2 separate regions of the Mus musculus genome follow, and region 1 is linked to region 2. A link is a contact called in public Hi-C data. All regions are on one chromosome and are shown on one strand. Each heading gives the region's core, a stretch centred on a gene start, on an enhancer-like site or on the middle of the called end of the contact. The rest is flanking DNA. Distances are from core to core; before and after follow the strand shown.

Evidence for each region. Hi-C and Micro-C count contacts between places; a contact is called where the count stands out from the background.
Region 1: a contact with region 2 is called in a Hi-C map of B cells, with 5 read pairs. The contact joins the promoter of Ercc1 here to the promoter of Ccdc9 in region 2. A contact is called at or near these places in 1 of 39 promoter capture datasets (cranial neural crest) and 1 of 484 Hi-C or Micro-C datasets (B cells).

Annotation. Positions count from the first base shown.
Region 1 is chr7:19,342,658-19,346,517 of GRCm38.p6, reverse strand. Ercc1 (excision repair cross-complementing rodent repair deficiency, complementation group 1) reads right to left here and starts at 1,447. Exons shown (of 10, transcript NM_007948.2): 1 at 1,322-1,447; 2 at 801-912. The coding sequence starts at 905.
Region 2 is chr7:16,285,380-16,289,093 of GRCm38.p6, reverse strand. It overlaps Ccdc9 (coiled-coil domain containing 9), which reads left to right and starts at 2,314. Exons shown (of 14, transcript NM_001382411.1): 1 at 2,314-2,394.

The DNA.
Region 1 (3,860 bases), core at 198-2,697, 3.1 Mb before region 2:
GAAATGCACCTGGAAGTTCCTATCACTTGAGAGATGGAGACAGGAGGATTGCTGCAAGTTTTAGGTCATAGCAAGGCTCAAGAAAGAAAAAAAGAAAGAAAAGAAAAGAAAGAAGGAAGGGGGGGCAGGCAAGATGGCTCAGTGGGTAAAGGTACTTGCCAGCTTCGTGACCTCACTCAGTTCAGTCCTGAGGATCTACACAGTACAAGGATAAAATCAAGTCCCACGGGTTATCTTTTGCCCTTCACAGGAGCTTCACAGCACTCATCCATGTGTGTACAGACAGCACAAAGACATGTTTTAGAGGCCAGAGAGATGCCTTCTCAGTTAAGAGCACTGGCTGCTCTTCAAGAGGATCTGGATTCAATTCCAGGTCTAGGGGAGCCAATGACTTCTGGCCTCTGCAGGTCTACATGCATGTAGTGCACAGACATACAGGCATGCAAAACATCCACACAAAAAACAAAAGGATGTTCCATTGCTATAACCTCAGCACTTGGGAAGTGGAGATGGGAGGAACTGGATTTAAGGCCAACCCTAGCTACACATCAATTTCAAGGCTAGCCCAGGAAACATGTGACCCAATCGAAGACCCAAACTAAACAAACAAAAGCTATCACTGGCCATTGCCCAGCTGCCAGCCTCTCCCTTAACCACCCTGTCATGCCATTTTACCAACGGGCAAACCGAGGATTGCAGAGCATGGCAGGTTATTTTTCCAAAGCAACCCAAGCCTAAACTCACACCGTAGTCCCAGGGATCCTTTTAACTCCCAAGAGCCCCCAAGTCTTCGCTCTTACCCCTGCACAGGGCACCTCTTCTTCCTCCAGTGGGATAACAAACTTCCTCCTGGTGGGTGGTCCTGAGGGCTGTGGCCGACTTTCCTCGTCCTTCCCAGGGTCCATCTGGGGCCTGAAAGGCGTGGCGACATCGTCGTAGGCATTTCCATATTCCAGAGGGAAACTCTGGCTCACAGTGGTATCCCCACCCCATCCCACAAAAGGTTGCCCGGTTCGCTAGCGTTAGGTTCCAGAGGACCAACCAGTGGGCCCGCCCCTTTCCTCCTTCTCACTCCGGATTGGTCTACGGGTCTTATAGCCCCGCCTACCTGCTATTACTCCCGCACGACACTCGCTCAGAGGCAATTGGCCCCGCCCCCAGGGGCACACCTGGATGCTTTCGCCTCGCCCAGTCCCGGCCTAGTCTCAGCCTCCGCAATGATTGGCTTCTTCCGCTGCCAATCATCAATCCCCGGCCTCCATCCACCTCCACCCTGTCCCTCTCGGTCCTAGCTCTGCGTCTAAGCACTGCCAAAACTCACCTGGTCTTTCCCGATGCCTAGAAGGAAATACCACGGGGGGAAACAGAGGCGACACAACGCCAGCACAGCCAGCACAACTCCTGCTAGACTCACTTCCGGCCGCTCTGGCCCTTCGCTCGTCTCGCTGCTCCCCGGAGGAGTTAGAGCGGGGAACTCTATTCGCGCTGCTCTCTATGGTCCTGGAGGACCGCTGTGGTTTGGGGCGGATGGAAGCTTGTGCATCTTGGTACCTGGGAGACTTTGACTTCAAGTAGTTGTGTTCCAAGGCCCTCTTGAGCGCTTCCCAGACTCCAGATCCGGCTCAGTGATGATCAAAGGAGGTGGGGGAGGGAAAGGAGGAAAGGAGAGAGAGACAGAGACAAAGAGAGAGAGAGACAGAGAGAGAGAGAGAGAGAGAGAGAGGAGGGAGGTGAGATTTCAGAGGACGCCCTCCCTGTAAGCGTGGGTGGACTCAGCCCACAGACATTGACTCACTCATTCTAAGCCATTCCCCACTTGCATCCCAAGCAGGGACTGATACCGACAGCTGTGGCTTAAAGTCCAGTGGGACAGTCAGACAGGGACAACCCAGAGCGGGCAGGGTCGGGAAGGGAGAGCCCAGAGGACATTGAGCCCGTGTTAGGGGGCACCTGACCCAGCTGGGGTGTGAGGACGGGCTTCCTGAAGGAAGGGACACCTGTGTTCCGAGACCTGGGCCCCATGAATGACTTAGTATGACTCATTTCCTGGAAGGACAGTTTCACCCCGTTCCAACTTGTAGTTCTGTGATTGCTAAGGAAATAGTTTAATGGTCTTATATATTTTTTGTTCTTGCTCATTTCCTTTGCCTATTCCTTTTAACAAAGATTGGCTCATATCCTTTGCCCATTTTTTCGAAATGAGCAATTCAACGGTTTTTTAAATTAAAAAGGGGGAGGAAAAGGAGATGAGCATCTTTTGATTACCGCCCATTTGTTGGAGTGATGCTTAAGGGCTGATGCTGTTAGTCACTTCATTAGGCTGCAAATCTTTCCTTCGAGTTCATACTTTTAAAAATTCTCCATTTAAAATTTTGCATGCATTTACCAACGTATTCTCCATTTTCTTTTGGTCTTCGTGTATTGAGAGAGGGCACGCCCAAAGGTCATCATATGTAATCCCTCTATATCTTTTTTAATGTTTTCCTAGTTGTGAGGTGTGTGTGTGTGTGTGTGTGTGTGTGTGTGTGTACAAGCACATGCCTACGCTGTGAATTCTAGGCAGAGACACTACTATTGAGCCATGGCCCCAGGCCTTTGGAAGTGTGATACAAAACAGAACTATTAATAGTAGCCAGGCGAAATGGCTCACACATTTAATCCCAACACACGAGGCAGAGACAGGCGGATCTCGGTGAGTTCGAGGACAGCATGACCTACAGAGTGATTTCCAGGTCAGCCAGAGCTACAAAATAAGATCCTGACTCAAAACTAGTTAATTTATCAAATTTAATAGTAAGTAACCGTTGATCCTAGGAAGGAAAGGGGTTGAGCTGCCAAGGAATCAGAGTGCCGTGCATAAGCCTTGCCATTAGAGGGCGCGCCTGAACCGTGTGTTCTGTGAAGGAAGCGCTGACAGAGGCAAGTTCCCACTGAATGCCTTAGTTTCTCTACCTGGAATCATTTGCTGAGGTTAAAAGGGTGCAGTAAGACCGCAGTGAGTGGTGGCAACCACCAGCACGCATGTAAACCCAGCACCGAGAACGCTGAGGCAGGAGGACTGGAGCAAGTTCCAAACTAGCTTATGTCCTACTTAGTGACTTCCAGCCCAGCCTGTGCCACAAAGCAAGACCCTGAACAAAACAAACAAAAAAACCAAAACCTCTGGATGTATTGGTGTCAACCCTAACACTGGAGAAGCAGAAGCAGGCGATCTATGTGAGTTCAAGGGCAGCCTGATCTATACAGTGACTTCCATATCAGCCAGGGATACATAGGAAGACTCTCCCACTACCCCCTCCCCCATGAAAAAAGAACCAGGGACTGGAGAAATGGCTCAGAAGTTAAGAACACTGACTACTCTTGCTGAGGACTAGATTCACAGCATTCACAACCATCTGTGACTCCAGTTGCAGGGGATCTGACGCCCTTTTCAGACCTCCTAAGGTACCAAGTACACAGAACACTCATACACATAAAACAAAACAGAATTACATGCCATTTAAAAAATAAAATACAAGGACGCGTGTCTCTGAATCTCTGAAATGTCAGAGAGCGAGCGTGTGTGAGATACCAAGCTAAGTAGAATCCTAACTCCGTGTGTGAGATGTGTTTCTCCCACAGGGCAAAGGTATCCCAAGTCTTGAACCTGCAACTCTCGTCTCTACCGCCAGGGGTCGCCTGCGCCCCGCTATTATAGGATTCTCGGGTGGGTTGGGAAGGACCACGCGGGATGCTCAGGACCCAGCGGGAAGGCGGCGAGCATCCCTACCGCAGCCAACCTGCGTCCCGACCGCCCACGGCTGTGACTTTGAGTCGTTTGCATTAGTCAAGGGCGGGAAAAGTTCCTCCTAGTTCTTCAG
Region 2 (3,714 bases), core at 1,065-3,564:
ACTGCCCAGGGCCAGCTTATGTTTCTGTTTAAAAGAAAAACAAAAGAACAACAAAATTAGACTGCAGATGTAGCTAAGTGACAGAACCTGGTCACGAGCCTGCTTTGTGTACAACACACACACACACACACACACACACACACACACACACACACACACACACAGGCAAACAGGCAGGCAGGCACACAGACAGGCATGCAGGCATGTAGGCAGGCAAGCAGGTACACAGACAGACAGGCACACAGGCACACAGGCACACAGGCACACAGGCACACAGACAGGCATGTAGGCAGGCAAGCAGGTACACAGACAGACAGGCAGACAGGCAGAGTTGCCCCTGTTGAATTTCAGTGAAGTATTGTTGGCAATTCCTGCTAACAGAAATAACTCTAACACCCATGAGACAGGTTGGACATATTGTGGCCATTTGTCAGATGGGATATCTTACAGCAGCTTAAGGTGGTCAGTTTGGTGGGCAGAGCTGCTCAGACCTGTAATCCTACCCTAGCACTGAAGAGGCTGAAGCAGGAGAGTCAGGAGTTTGGGGCCAACTGAGATATTGTCTTAGTCAACATTTTATTGCTGAGATGCAACACGTGACCAGAAAGCAAGTTGGGAGTAAAGGGTTTATTTGGTTGGTTTTCATATCAAAATCCATCATTGGAGAAAGTCAGGATAGGAACTTAATCAGAGTAGGAACCCAGTGTGTTTGCTCTCCAGACAAACACCAAAAAGCTACAACCTGGGGGCAGCAGTTAATGCAGAGGTCATGAAGGAGTGGTACTTACTGGTTTGCTTCCCAACAGCTGTCTCAGCCTGCTTTCCTATAGAACCCAGGACCATCAGTTCAGAGATCAGGCACCACTCACAATGGGCTAGGCCCTCCCCCATCAATCACTAATTATGAAAATGCCCTACAGCTGGATCAATCCCCAGCAACCACATGGTGACTTACATGGCAGCATTTTCACAACTGAGGCTCCTACCTCTCTGATGACTCTAACTTGTGTTAAGGACAACAAACCAAGCCAGTACAGATATTTTTTTTTTAAAAAAGTAATAATTAAAGTGCCAGCACATTGCTCAACAGGTAGAAGAGGTTGTGCACCTGACAGTCCAGGGGTCAAACTGAGGTCATAATTGGCCCAGTGTCTTTACTCTCTCAGCCATGTCACCCTGCTTTTTCTCTCCCTCCCTCCCTCCCTCCCTCCCTCTCTCTCTCTCTCTCTCTCTCTCTCTCTCTCTCTATCTATCTATCTATCATGCTGTTTTTGACCCCGAGGCAATCCTCCTGCCTCAGTCTCCCAAGTGCTGTAATTAGAGGCATGACACCCAGCTTTGTATAGTTGATTTTTTAATATGAATTTATTGTACTTTTATTGTTTTGCCAGTTGATAAAATAGACATATCTGATAAGTTATTTTTAATTATTATAAATACAAAAAAAGGCATGCTTTAAATAACTTGGAAGATTCTACTAGCTCCTTTTTGTTGCTTCTTCAAATCAGAAAGAACATTGCTTTTGTAGTGGACGTATTTTGCCACGACGCCCAGCTTTGTAGTTGACTTTTTTCCTTTTTTTTTTTTTTTTTTTTTTCAAGACAGGGTTTCTCTGTGTAGTCCTGGCTGTCCTGGAACTCACTCTGTAGACCAGGCTGGCCTCGAACTCAGAAATCCGCCTGCCTCTGCCTCCCAAGTGCTGGGATCAAAGGCTTGTGCCACCACGCCTGGATAATGTTGATTTAAAAAAAAAAAAAATATATATATATATATATATTTTAAAGACTTCATGTGAGTGCACTGTCACTGTCTTCAGACAGACCAGAAGAGGGAATTGGATTCCATTACAGATCGTTGTGAGTCACCATGTGGTTGCTGGGGATTGAACTCTGGAGGAGCAGACAGTGTTCTTAACTACTGAGCAATCTCTCCAGCCCCTATATAGTTGATTAAATTTTTTTTTCTATTTTTATGAATTGGTTACAGTTTCTATAATTAAGGTTTCATTTGCAAGAAGAGGTAATGAAACCAGTTTAGGTTTTCTGGGGTCCCTGTAAAATGTCTGATTTCTACTTAGTAAAATCGGAAATCAGTAAGCCAAAAAAGGAGCCCAGAGATTTAGGGCTACATGTCTGTGGGTTCAAGTCCCACCTCGTGCCCCCAGTCCAATCCCTGAAATCAGAAAGAAGAAACAGGCTTCTGCTACCTTCTGCAGAGCCTGAGCGGGTGCGGACCCTTTAAGGCACCCGGAAATGGGATGTCAAGACCGGAAGTGCCCTACTTATTTCCTCTCTTCACGTGGTGCGGGCCGGAAGTGACGAGTGAGGCCCGGGAGCTGTGGACGCGAAGGCGGACGAAGCCGGAGTCGCAGACACCGCGGGGTCTCCGGGACAGGTGACCGGGGGAGGGGGCCGGGAGCGCGCCCGGAGAGGGCGGGGCCTGGTCGCCCACGTGAGGGGAGCGTGAACGCGCGCGGACTGGGAGGCGAGCCGCCGGCGGGGGCGGGGTCAGGGTACTCTGCGGGGGGCGGGAACCCGACGCCCACATGTGTCGCTTGAGGGGTGCTGAGGTTGGGCGGTGAACACGTGGGCAGAGCCAGACGCGCGGGTGCTGGCAGGCCCGAAGCCCTGGCGGCTGCCAGAGTGGGGCGGGGCTTGCAACGCTGTGTCGGTCTGGGGGCGGGGCCAGAGTTTTGCCTGGAGGACTAGGGGCCCGGCTCGGGACGTTGGGCGGAGACGCTGGGGGCGGGATCAAAGAGTGTAGGATGGGGATAAGAGGCGGAGTCTGGGCGTTAGCACGGTGGAAACTGGGGGCGGGGCTAAAGTGTTGGGGCGTGTAAGGGGTGGAGTTTGGTCGGTAGGCGGGTGAACCTGGGGGAGTGGTCAAAAATGGTGGGCGGAGTAAGATGGGGGCGGGGCTAGAGTATTGCTTGGGGCCTTACAAGTTAGTCTTTGCTGTAGGGAGTGCCACAGGGCGTGGTCATGAGGGCCAGGGGTGGAGCTAAGGGGGGGTGGATGTGTTTGGGGCGGGGCCAAAGTTTGGAGGGGAGTGGGGAAAGGGGCAGGGTTTGGGCTTTGAGTGAAGAGGTGATGACTGAGTTGCGGTGTTGTGCTGGGTTTGGTCAAGATGCTGGGGGTGTAGCCGGAATGTTGTCCTCAGTGTTTTAGGTATTGATTGCTGCACTAGGGCGTGGTTACATTATTTATTGCATGGGACTAGTGTTTGGGGCGGAGACTTCCTGGGCTAGGCAGGAAAGTTTTTTGGTTCTGGTGCTGGGTCCTGATTCTTGCCCAGAAGCTAGGGGAGGGTCCAGGGGCTGGCTGAGACTGGGTGGAGGTGGAGCTACGATGTCAGGGATTTTGCGGGTGGGGCTAGGGTGCTGGTGGAGAATGGCGAATGGCGGGGATAGAGTTAGGAAGTTTTTACTGAGCTGGGGAGCGGGGCCAAACACAGGCAGGGAAGTAGGGAACTCAGAGGCGGGGTCAGAATGTTTCCCAGTCTGTTGGGGGGCGGGCCAGTTAAATTGGAGGTGGCGCCAGAGTGTGAATTTTTGGTGGGCGGGGCCAGAAGTCTGGAGGGAAAGGAGGGGCTTGAAGTTTCACCCTAGGTAGGGGTGGGACCACAGACGTTTTTGCAGGTCAGGGATGCGGTTGCTGCTGGCAGTTTTCTCTTGTAAGCCTCTGTAGAAGTTCTGTCATCTGCCTTGAGTATCAC